Regions from separate parts of the Rattus norvegicus genome. Here region 2 is linked to region 1. The links are chromatin contacts, called in public Hi-C maps. All regions are on one chromosome and are shown on one strand. Each heading gives the region's core, a stretch centred on a gene start, on an enhancer-like site or on the middle of the called end of the contact. The rest is flanking DNA. Distances are from core to core; before and after follow the strand shown. Region 1 has its middle 29 kb from the start of Lmod3. Region 2 overlaps Frmd4b (FERM domain containing 4B).

Region 1 (4,612 bases), core at 620-3,119:
TATCTGGCTTGGAGTCTATCCCAGGCTCAATGCTTGCTGATTTCTGAAACTACCACTAGTATTCTGGGGCTCAGGTTCATCCTGGGTACAGGACTCACCAGGGCACTGTATAAGTTACACAGTGTAATGGCTGCAAAGAACACAGTGCAGAATGTACCAGGCAAGTTTTTTTTTTAGGAAATAAAGTAACCTGTGTGGGAAAATAGTAAGTGCTGCTCCTAATCCAGAAAGCTGAGGTTTTTTTTTTTATCTTTGTGTGTGTGTGTGTGTGTGTGTGTGTGTGTGTGTGTGTGTGTTCCTGTGTATGAGTGCAGAGCATGCACATGTCATGGTATATCTACCACCGTACCCATGTGGACGCCAAAGAACAACCTTAGGTCTTATTTGAGAGTGAGTCTCTTGCTTGTCTGGCACCATTTATGCCGGATTAGCAGGCCCACGGACTTCTGGGAAATCTGTCTGCTTCCCAGCTGGCTGTAGGACCACTGGATTACAGATGTGCAGCTCCATCTATCACTAAGCCTCCTCTGCCTTCTCAGGATCCAAAGTGAGATTCTCTTTGTCAGGGGGCAGTTGCTTTACCTGTTGAGTCATCCCCCAGCCCCAAACTTGAGGTGCATTCATTTAACCACTCAAATAACAGTACTGAAATAAACATCCCAGCTGAGGGTTGATTTCTAGTCCCAGCTCCTAGAATTTTCCCCACTTATTTAATCCTCACAGCAAGGCCACCACTGTAAATCCCAACTCAAAGCTCTTGGATGTGAGTCTTGTGCCCCATGTGTAGTTAGAGGCACTTAAGGGTGGCTTCCGGTTACTGCAGTAGAAGAGACAGCCTTTGTGTAGTGTGAGTTCCTTCTGCCCAGAGTCCACAGACAGGGAGGCTGCACTAGAGACCTGAATAGGTGTTTTCCACTTCCTCCTGCCTCAGCTGTCCTACAAGGACAAATTATACCTGTGAGTATTCAAGACTGAATACCACCTTAAAAATCAGACGCCCAGGCACCTCCTTAGCTCATGCTGGGTCAGGTCATGCTGTTGGCTCAAAGACAAGTCCGTGTCTTTTAGGCACACATAAGAAAGCAAACAAGCAAAAGATTTAGCAAAAAAATACAAAAGGGCACTTAAATTTGGAAAAGAGTTCTAAGTGCCAATTTTTTTTTTCTTTAGAATTTATTTTTCAGGCATCCTGGGAAAAATCCAGACAGAGTTGAGAACAAAACCCTTCAGTATGGGAAGTGTCCTGTGGACCTGAGATTCTAGGCGACTGCAAAAGGAGGACAAGACCACTCCTAGGTTGGGCTGAGGAGAGAAGACTTTGTTGTAGGTATGAGGAAGAGGATAGCCAGAGGCATCTGGAAGGGTCCAGACTAAACTGGGCCAGTCAGGGATGAGGAGTGAGAGAGGAAGTGGGTGGCAAGTGATCCAAGAAAGGAATCAAGAGCCAAGAGGGCATGTAGCCAAAATGGCTGAGTTATATAGGGATCAGAGGCTGGGGGAAGGGAAGCCCAAACCCAGGGCTACAGAGGTTTAGGGGAGGGGGAGGGACAAGAAGTGCTGGGAGAAGCCACAGGTACTGCGTGTTTTGGTGAGAGGTAGCCAGAGTCAGCTTCGGTATGTTAATAGGTGCCTCAGTTAGTCACGTGTCCTGGGTTTACCTAACCCTAGGCAAACTCTCCTCTGTCCAGGGGCAGCTGGGATAGTTCCATACATGAGTGAAAAGTCTGTGCAATGAAGTGGCACACACAGATAGTGTCCAGACTTTCCGGGCCACGGACAGGTGGCCCGGCTCAGTGCATGAGCCCTTTATCTGAACAGAACCTTCCAGACTACGCCAGGTTTCTTCTGATCCTTGGGTTCCGCTTGGCCTTTCGAAGCATGCAATATTGGTTAAGAAGGACACCTAGAGGCCGTTCGGGTTTCCTGCAGGCAGGAGCTCCTAGCTGCCCTGGATTCAGGGTTTTCAATATTGTATGAACAAGGTGCTGTAGGCTACAGACGGAAGGAAACAAGCCAAGCAAAAACTCAGTTTCTAATTTCTAGCCCCCAACACTTCAGATTACTTGCTGAGTTCTTGGGGAAGTTGTTTCTGGGTTTAAAAACATAGAAAATTGTAAGGATTCAATAACATTTAAGACCTTAGCGTGTGCCACAGTTCTTGGGACAAAGTAAGTCAGGTCTTGTTATTGTTTCTAATGAGACTCTGCAAGGAAGAGAGTTGGTAACATTTAACAGGATTAAATTTAAACATCAATAATGTAAGATTTAAATATTTAATAGTCACGGAAGGCCACTGTAAAGATTGATAGAAAGTAAAGTACTTTCTCAGGTGGAAAAAAAAAATCAAACAAGCCAAACTAGCAAGATTTTTAACACAATCTTTTAGAAGTCAAAATTAATTTACACACACACACACACACACACACACACACACACACACACATTCTGTGTTTAAAAAAAAACAGATTTTAAATAAAGACAGAATTGATGTGTCTGGTTTTTCCTTTGCTTCAGACAGCAAATGGCTTGTCCCTGTCTGGTACTCTGCCAATGTATAACAACAGTGCCCAGTGACTTCTTTGTTTGCTTTAGATTTAAGAACGAGAGCCCAGGACAAGTGCTCAGACACACCAAAGGTCACATAATCAAGTACAATCTGGAAATCACCCCACACAGGAGCATCCTGGTGCAAGTCACCTTTCAAAAGGCATATGAAGGAAAAGCACAGGGCTGTGGAAGATCCCAGGGCCTCATGCATGCTGGGTTAGAGCTGCAGCACATGCTAGCTGGATAGTATTTAACTCTCTATGCATTCATATATGGAGAGGGAGAGAGAGACACAGCAAGACACAAAGAGAGACAGAGACAGAGGAAGGAAAGGGAGGGGAGGAAGGGGAGGAGAGGGAAGAGGAGGGAAGGGGTAGGAAAGGGGAGAGGAGGAGGGAAAGATAGAGGAGGGGAGGGGAGAAGAGGAGAGGGGAGGGAAGGAGATGGAAGGGAAGGGAAGGAAAGCAAAGCGAAGAGAAGAAAAGAGGATAGGAGAGGAGGGGAGGGGAGGGGGAGGGAAGGGAGAGGAGAAGAGAGGAGAGGAGAGGAGAGGAGGGGAGGGGAGGGGAGGGGAGAGGAGAGGAGAGGAGAGGAGGGGAGGGGAGGGGAGGGGAGAGGAGACAGAGTCTTACATGGCTCAAGCTGGCTTCCAACTTTATATGCAGCAGAGAATGACCTTGAATTTGTAATCTTCCTAACCCTACCTCCCGAGTGCTGGGATTAGAGGTGTGTACCACCAGGTTTCGGTTTACTTGGTGCTGGGGACAGAACCCAGGACTTTGCACATACTGGGCAGGCATTCCACTGGCTGAGCTATGTCCCCCCACCTTCTTACTATTACTTGTGAGCAAAGCGATTTGGGCTCAGAGTTTTCTACTGTAGGCTGTCATTTTACTGGCCACGTGATAGAGTTTACTGGTGATGTGTTTTACAAACAGAAACAAAGAATACCCAGTTAAGTTTGAATTTGAAGCAAGCAAGGATGAGCCTACAGGGTGCGTCTATGTCCCCAGCGTGCCCTCTACTTTATTGGACAATGCCCTCCTTTGCCCTGTCACCCAGGCAACCTGATGGTTTAGTAAATAGAGCTACAATTTCAAAACGGTCTGGATCTCCCTGGTTAGTGTTGGCAATTCCTCTAGGCTCCACCCAACAGCTACCTAGCAACATCTTACAGCAGCTGCTTGCCACATGCTAGCCAAATGCTAGCCAACCTCTCCCCTCCCCCCTCCCCTCCCCCTCCCCCTCTCCAGCTCCCTCTTCCCTCCCTCCCTTCCCCTCTTTCCATCACTCTCTTCCCCACAACTTCCCAGCCATCCTCTTCCTCTTATCTTTTCTTCCCCTCTCTTTTTGTCCTTCTCTGTCCCCCTCCCTTTCCAGGTTCCCCTTCCTTCCCCCCAGTAAACTTCCTTTTGCACTAGGCCAGTCACGTGGTGATGATTCCGCAGGGGAACACCTTGGCTGGACCCACGAAGATGTTCCCTCCCACTGTATTAGACTGTGCTTTATAAAACACAACAGTTAAGACTTTCGTTTCTGTGCTCTGCACAGAGGAGCAAGTGTAGATGGCTTTAACAGTAACGAGATAGATGTCAAAACATGGCTCACTGTCTTAGGCTTCAAGGCAGAGGCTGAGGCTGGGTTTCTGTTGCCTTCACCACCACAGCTGCTTTGGTACAGGAAATGCTCTGCACACAGTGTGTTGCCGGTCCATCCTGCAAATGCTGTTTATTATATTGAGATCTCCAGCTCAGGGCAACATAAATACTTCCTTGGCAGAACAAACAGCCCAACCTCCAACAATCTAGTTCCATTTACCGTGCAATGTAAATGATTGAGAACGTGTGAATTGGGGGCTTTAAAAAATACCTGTAATCACATTGCCAACCTGGCTCTGAAACACCAGTGGCTTCCAACTCCTTGGGGCTTAGTAAATTGAGTGTGTGGTGAGCAGTTATTTCTTCTAATAACGTGGCTGTGTGCTGACACAGACAGATGTCTCGAGGTTCGCCTCCGTGTTAGCAGTTGAAGATTTGGGGCATTTGTTTTTTAATTATAGAGGGGT
Region 2 (4,661 bases), core at 954-3,453, 120 kb before region 1:
CCTAGTGTGAGGGCGTGAGTGTTTGCAGGCAGCTGGGCCAGCACCATGTGTTGCTGAGCTTTCTGTGTCATGCTCTGCCTTTGCTCTGTTCTCACAGGGGTCAAGAGAACTGGCTGCAGCTAGACCACAGAGTTCTGGAGCATGATCTGCCGAAGAAGCCAGGCCCAGCCGTCCTGCACTTTGCCGTCAGGTACGTGTGGGTGCATCCAGCATTCTCCTTCTTTTTTTTTTTTTGTTTATTTTTATTTTTCATGATTTCTAGAAGTCAGAGATAGTGAATAAAAAGGGAAGAGAACCTATGAGAGCATTACCATGAGAGAGTTTGCCTGCTGTCTTGGTCTAGGTTACCATAGAGACTATGTGGGGTTGTGTTCTTTGAAGATAAAGGAGAGAAGTGTCTTGCTTTATTCCTCAAAGACTCAGGGTAAACATGAGGCTGAGGAACCTGAGAGATGTATTTTAATGTTAAGCCTGAGGTCTTTTTTTTTTAAAATCAATAAGCTATTGAGATTCTTCAAATCTGAAATCTGGCAAACATTTACTATTGTACTTTATGCTGGGAATAATGTGGGCTAGAGAGATTGAGACAACTAAGTTTTATACAATTCCGTGTCTTCATCGAAATCGAAGATGCAGAGCAAAGCAACTGCACGGAGAAAGCATTGCGCCAACAGCTCACAGATCTGAGTCAGTTCACGCAGAAATGGACAAGGAGAATTCTCATGACCCTCACCATGTTCTATGAACTCTGTTTGGGAATAACAAAGGCCTGAGACCCATGGGTTTAACTAAATCAGGGATTTTCTCAGAGCTGGCCCACCAGGAATGTATTTTAGCATTAATTATTACCAACCTAAGAGAAGTGGGATGTTTAAAGACTAACCAACCCTCTTGCCCTCTCCATAGCTTAAGATACGAAACATTGCCAATGGAGCCCACAGTTCCTTGTGTCATAGACCTGCCCCCACTTTAAACCTGAGTAAAGCTTTACAGCAACTCTGTATTGCTGGTAGATTGTTCATAAACCAAATTTATTTTTGTAAAGTTGATTCAGATGCCTCTACTGGGAAAGGCACTCACTACCAAGCCTGACTGCCTGAATTTGATCCCTGGCTCACTGGTAATCCCAGACCCACTGAAGTCAAAACAGGTGGATCCATGAGGGCAACCAGCACACTGCTTAGTGAGAGACTCTGGGTGCAGGGTCTGTCTCTCTCTCTCTCTCTCTCTCTCTCTCTCTCTCTCTCTCTCTCTCTCACACACACACACACACACACACACACACACACACACACAGTGAACAGTGGCGAAGGAAGAAAATGAACTCCAACAGTTGTCCTTTCTCCTCCACAGGCTTGCACCCATACATGTAAACGTGTGCACCCAGAATAAATAAGTGTGAAGTCATTTTAAACTAATTCAACATGAGGAATAGTCTAAGATCATGTGGAACTTTAATGAAGATACATCTCATTTTATACTGTGATGATGGAGACCCCACCCCTCCTCCACCCCTTGCCTTCGCCTCCTCTTTTCCCTCTTCCTTCTTTTCCTCTGACTCCTCCTCCTCCTGCCCCTTCCCCTTCCCCTCCTCCTTTCTATAATGTTCAGGCAAAGTCAGTCATGGTGAAATTTTACAAATTTCACTGTTTTCATTTTTATTAACACCCAACAGGGAGGGCACAGGGAGTGACTTGTCTAAATCATAGCAGGAGAGGTGTCCCAGGATCCTAAGGAACAGCTGGAGTTTACTGAAAGGGTCTGATGTAAGGTGTATGTGCCCAGAAGCAAGCGGAAGGAGGTCCCACCAGAAGCAAGGAGAACGCTGCCCATTAGTCAGAAAGTGAAGGGAAACTTGTTGTGAGTGAGGTACCTGTAAGGAGTGAAGTTATCCTTGTGAACATTTCAAACTCTGAAAATACAGACTTAGACGTTCCCTTCCACCAGAAGTTCCTCTCCACAGGAACTTCCTCCACCTCTCCCTTCCCACCTGGAAGGAAAACCGGGTGGGTTGTTTAGTGGCTTACTGTTTGTATCTTACTAAGGTTGGGGAAAATATGTCTCTTTGCTCCTTCCACATTAATCTTTGTGGGCACGTGCCATGTTTTTGCTGTGTGTCAGCCCAGCCAGAGCAATGCGTCTTTGGAGCATCTTGACAAATGTTATTTATTTAGTGACAACATTTGTGTGCCTGTTCTGCGACAGCTGCCTAGGTCTGGCGTGTGTCTGAAAATTCCAGAGAGCAAACCCTGCCTTCCCTTCCTGACAGTCCTTCACAAGGCCATGTTATCTTTTGCAGCAGGTTTCTGGGATTCCACAGCAGTTGGTGGTGGCTTGTTCCTGGGGCTTTAGCCCCTACTTAGCACGTTATCTCAAATGTCCTGTAACAGCTTGGTGTTAACTTTCTCTTCTCTGCTAGCATAATTGAAACCCTTATCAAGGCTTTAATGATTCACTTAACTCAAGACAGTGACATCATCATAGCCTTTACTCTTCAAAGTAAGCAGTTGTTAAGGAAATGATCACGTAGAAAGAAGCACACAGGGTAGAACTCTCTGAATCCTGAATGAATTTCACAGAGATCACAGAATGGAGGCTCACAGTTCAGGGACAGCTAGTGAATGGCTTTTGTCACATTTGTTTGTCTGAGGTTCTTACACCACCAATTAGAGAACACAGAATTGTTAATGACATCTCCATTTGAGGAAAGAACCTGTCAGGTTGCTTGTATTAACTAGAAAATGTGAACAGGGAACTCAAACTAGAGTTTTTTTTTTTTAATTTTAACTAGAAAAATTTAGATATTATTAGGCTCACTTGCAAAACAGGTGGATCCCTGAGGCTTGCTGGTCAGCCAGCACACTGCTTAGTGAGAGCCTTTAATAGTGATGGACTCTGGGTGCAGGAGTCAGGGATATCTCACACACACACACACACACACACACACACACACACACACACACACACACACGAAACCAAAGATATCATTTGGTGTTTTTTTTTAAAGATTTATTTATTTATTATATATAAGTACACTGTAGCTGTCTTCAGACACACCAGAAGAGGGCATCGGATCTCTGTACAGATGGTTGTGAGCCACCATGTGGTTGCTGGGAATTGAACTCAGGACCTCTGGAAGAGCAGTCGGTGCTCTTAACCGCTGAGCCATCTCTCCAGCCCCATTTGGTTTTTTTTTTTTTTTTTTTTGATCTTTGAATACTATAAAGGCATCTAAATTGTCAGGAGTCCCTCATGTGTGGACACCAGGTGATATGCTGGGAGAACACTGAGGCTCCTAATGCATGGACACCTAGTAATGTGCTCGAATACAGAGCACAGAGATCCGTCATACATAGACATCCGTGTAATGTGCTAGGGCATATTAGAGCATAGAGGCCCTTTATACATGGCTGTGGTGATTTGAATATGTTTGGCCCAGGGAGTGGCACTATTAGGAGGTAGAGCCTTGTTGGAGTGGGTGTGTCACTATGGGCAAGGGCTTTGAGACCCTCCTCCTAGCTGCCTGGGAGACAGTCTGCTCCTGGCTTCCTTTCAGTGAAGATGTAGAACTCTAGGCCCCTCCAGCACCATGTCTGCCTAGATTCAGCCATCCCTCCTGCCATGATGATAACGCACTGAATCTCTGAAAGTGTAAGCCAGCCCCAATTAAACGTTGTCCTTTATAAGAACTGCCGTGGTTATGGTGTCTCTTCACAGCAATGAAACCCTAACTAAGACAGAAGTTGATGCCAGGGACTGGTGTGATAGGCCTGACCATACTTTTGTCTGGAATATGTGGATTTTAGGACTTCGGATTTGGAAAGCACTGGAATGCTTTAAGTGGGCTTAATAGGCTATCCCAGTAGGACTATGAAAGACATTGGTGCTGAAGGTGATTTGAACTGTGGGGGCCTGGCTCGAGGTTTTAGAGGAGAAGAATGTTAGCAGGTAGCCTAGAGACTGTTTTGTGGTATTTTGGTGAAGAATGTGACTGCCTTTTGCCCTTGTCTGAAGAGTCTGCTTGAGGCTAAGTCTAAGGTGAAGAGAATCAGATTCATTGCATTAACAAAAGAAGTTTCAGAAAAACCCAGCATAGACTTTGCCTTCTGGTTTACCCTCTTGAAGAGCATTTTGATCAGGTGTAGCAAGCTTAAAAAGGAAAATTACAAAATGTTTGGTTCAAGTAATAGAGGGGCACCAGAAAGTGAAATGGAACTGCATCCTATGTCCAAAGAGAGCAACACCAGTGATCTCAGAACAAGATTCCACCCAGTTAAGTTTATTGTTTGTGTTTGCAGTTGAACAAGGTATAGTTATGTCATGTTAGGTGTTATTAGCTGTTTATTGTCTTCATTTGGACTCTTAATCTGGAACTAACAACTATCCAGAAATGTTAGTCACACTTTTGACCCAGATCTTGAGGTATAGTGGCCAGGAAAAGCTTTGGATCAGGCACAGTGGTGCACAGCTTTCCAGGAGACAAAGGCCAGCAGATCTCTGAGTTCAAGGACAGCCTGGGACAGAGTAAGTTCTATGTAAAAAAAAGCTTAAGTCCAGGCGTGGCAGTATACACCCAGCATTCAGGAGACACAGCTGAGCATATTCAAACTACTGCAGTGGCCATCAAGGTGGTGAGCTGTCACACAGTGAGAAATGATCCC

What was found. Hi-C and Micro-C count contacts between places; a contact is called where the count stands out from the background.
Region 2: a Hi-C map of the A7r5 cell line shows a contact between it and region 1, with 3 times the contacts expected there. The contact joins two enhancer-like sites. A contact is called at or near these places in 11 of 12 Hi-C or Micro-C datasets (the A7r5 cell line, the Rat2 cell line, Schwann cells and 6 more) and 1 of 1 datasets of contacts at active chromatin or transcription factors (oligodendrocytes).

What each region holds. Positions count from the first base shown.
Region 1 is chr4:131,441,923-131,446,534 of GRCr8, reverse strand. No RefSeq gene overlaps it. Among named protein-coding and RNA genes, the nearest start is that of Lmod3, 29 kb to the right of the region's middle. Within about 2 kb of position 1,869, at least 24 of the 93 cell types and tissues checked have an H3K27ac peak or open chromatin away from gene starts, as enhancers often do. A contact at or near this core is called in the A7r5 cell line, where this site is marked.
Region 2 is chr4:131,566,588-131,571,248 of GRCr8, reverse strand. Frmd4b (FERM domain containing 4B) reads left to right here. Exons shown (of 23, transcript NM_001427301.1): 4 at 98-190. Among named protein-coding and RNA genes, the nearest start is that of Frmd4b, 71 kb to the left of the region's middle. Within about 2 kb of position 2,203, at least 1 of the 93 cell types and tissues checked has an H3K27ac peak or open chromatin away from gene starts, as enhancers often do. A contact at or near this core is called in the A7r5 cell line, where this site is marked.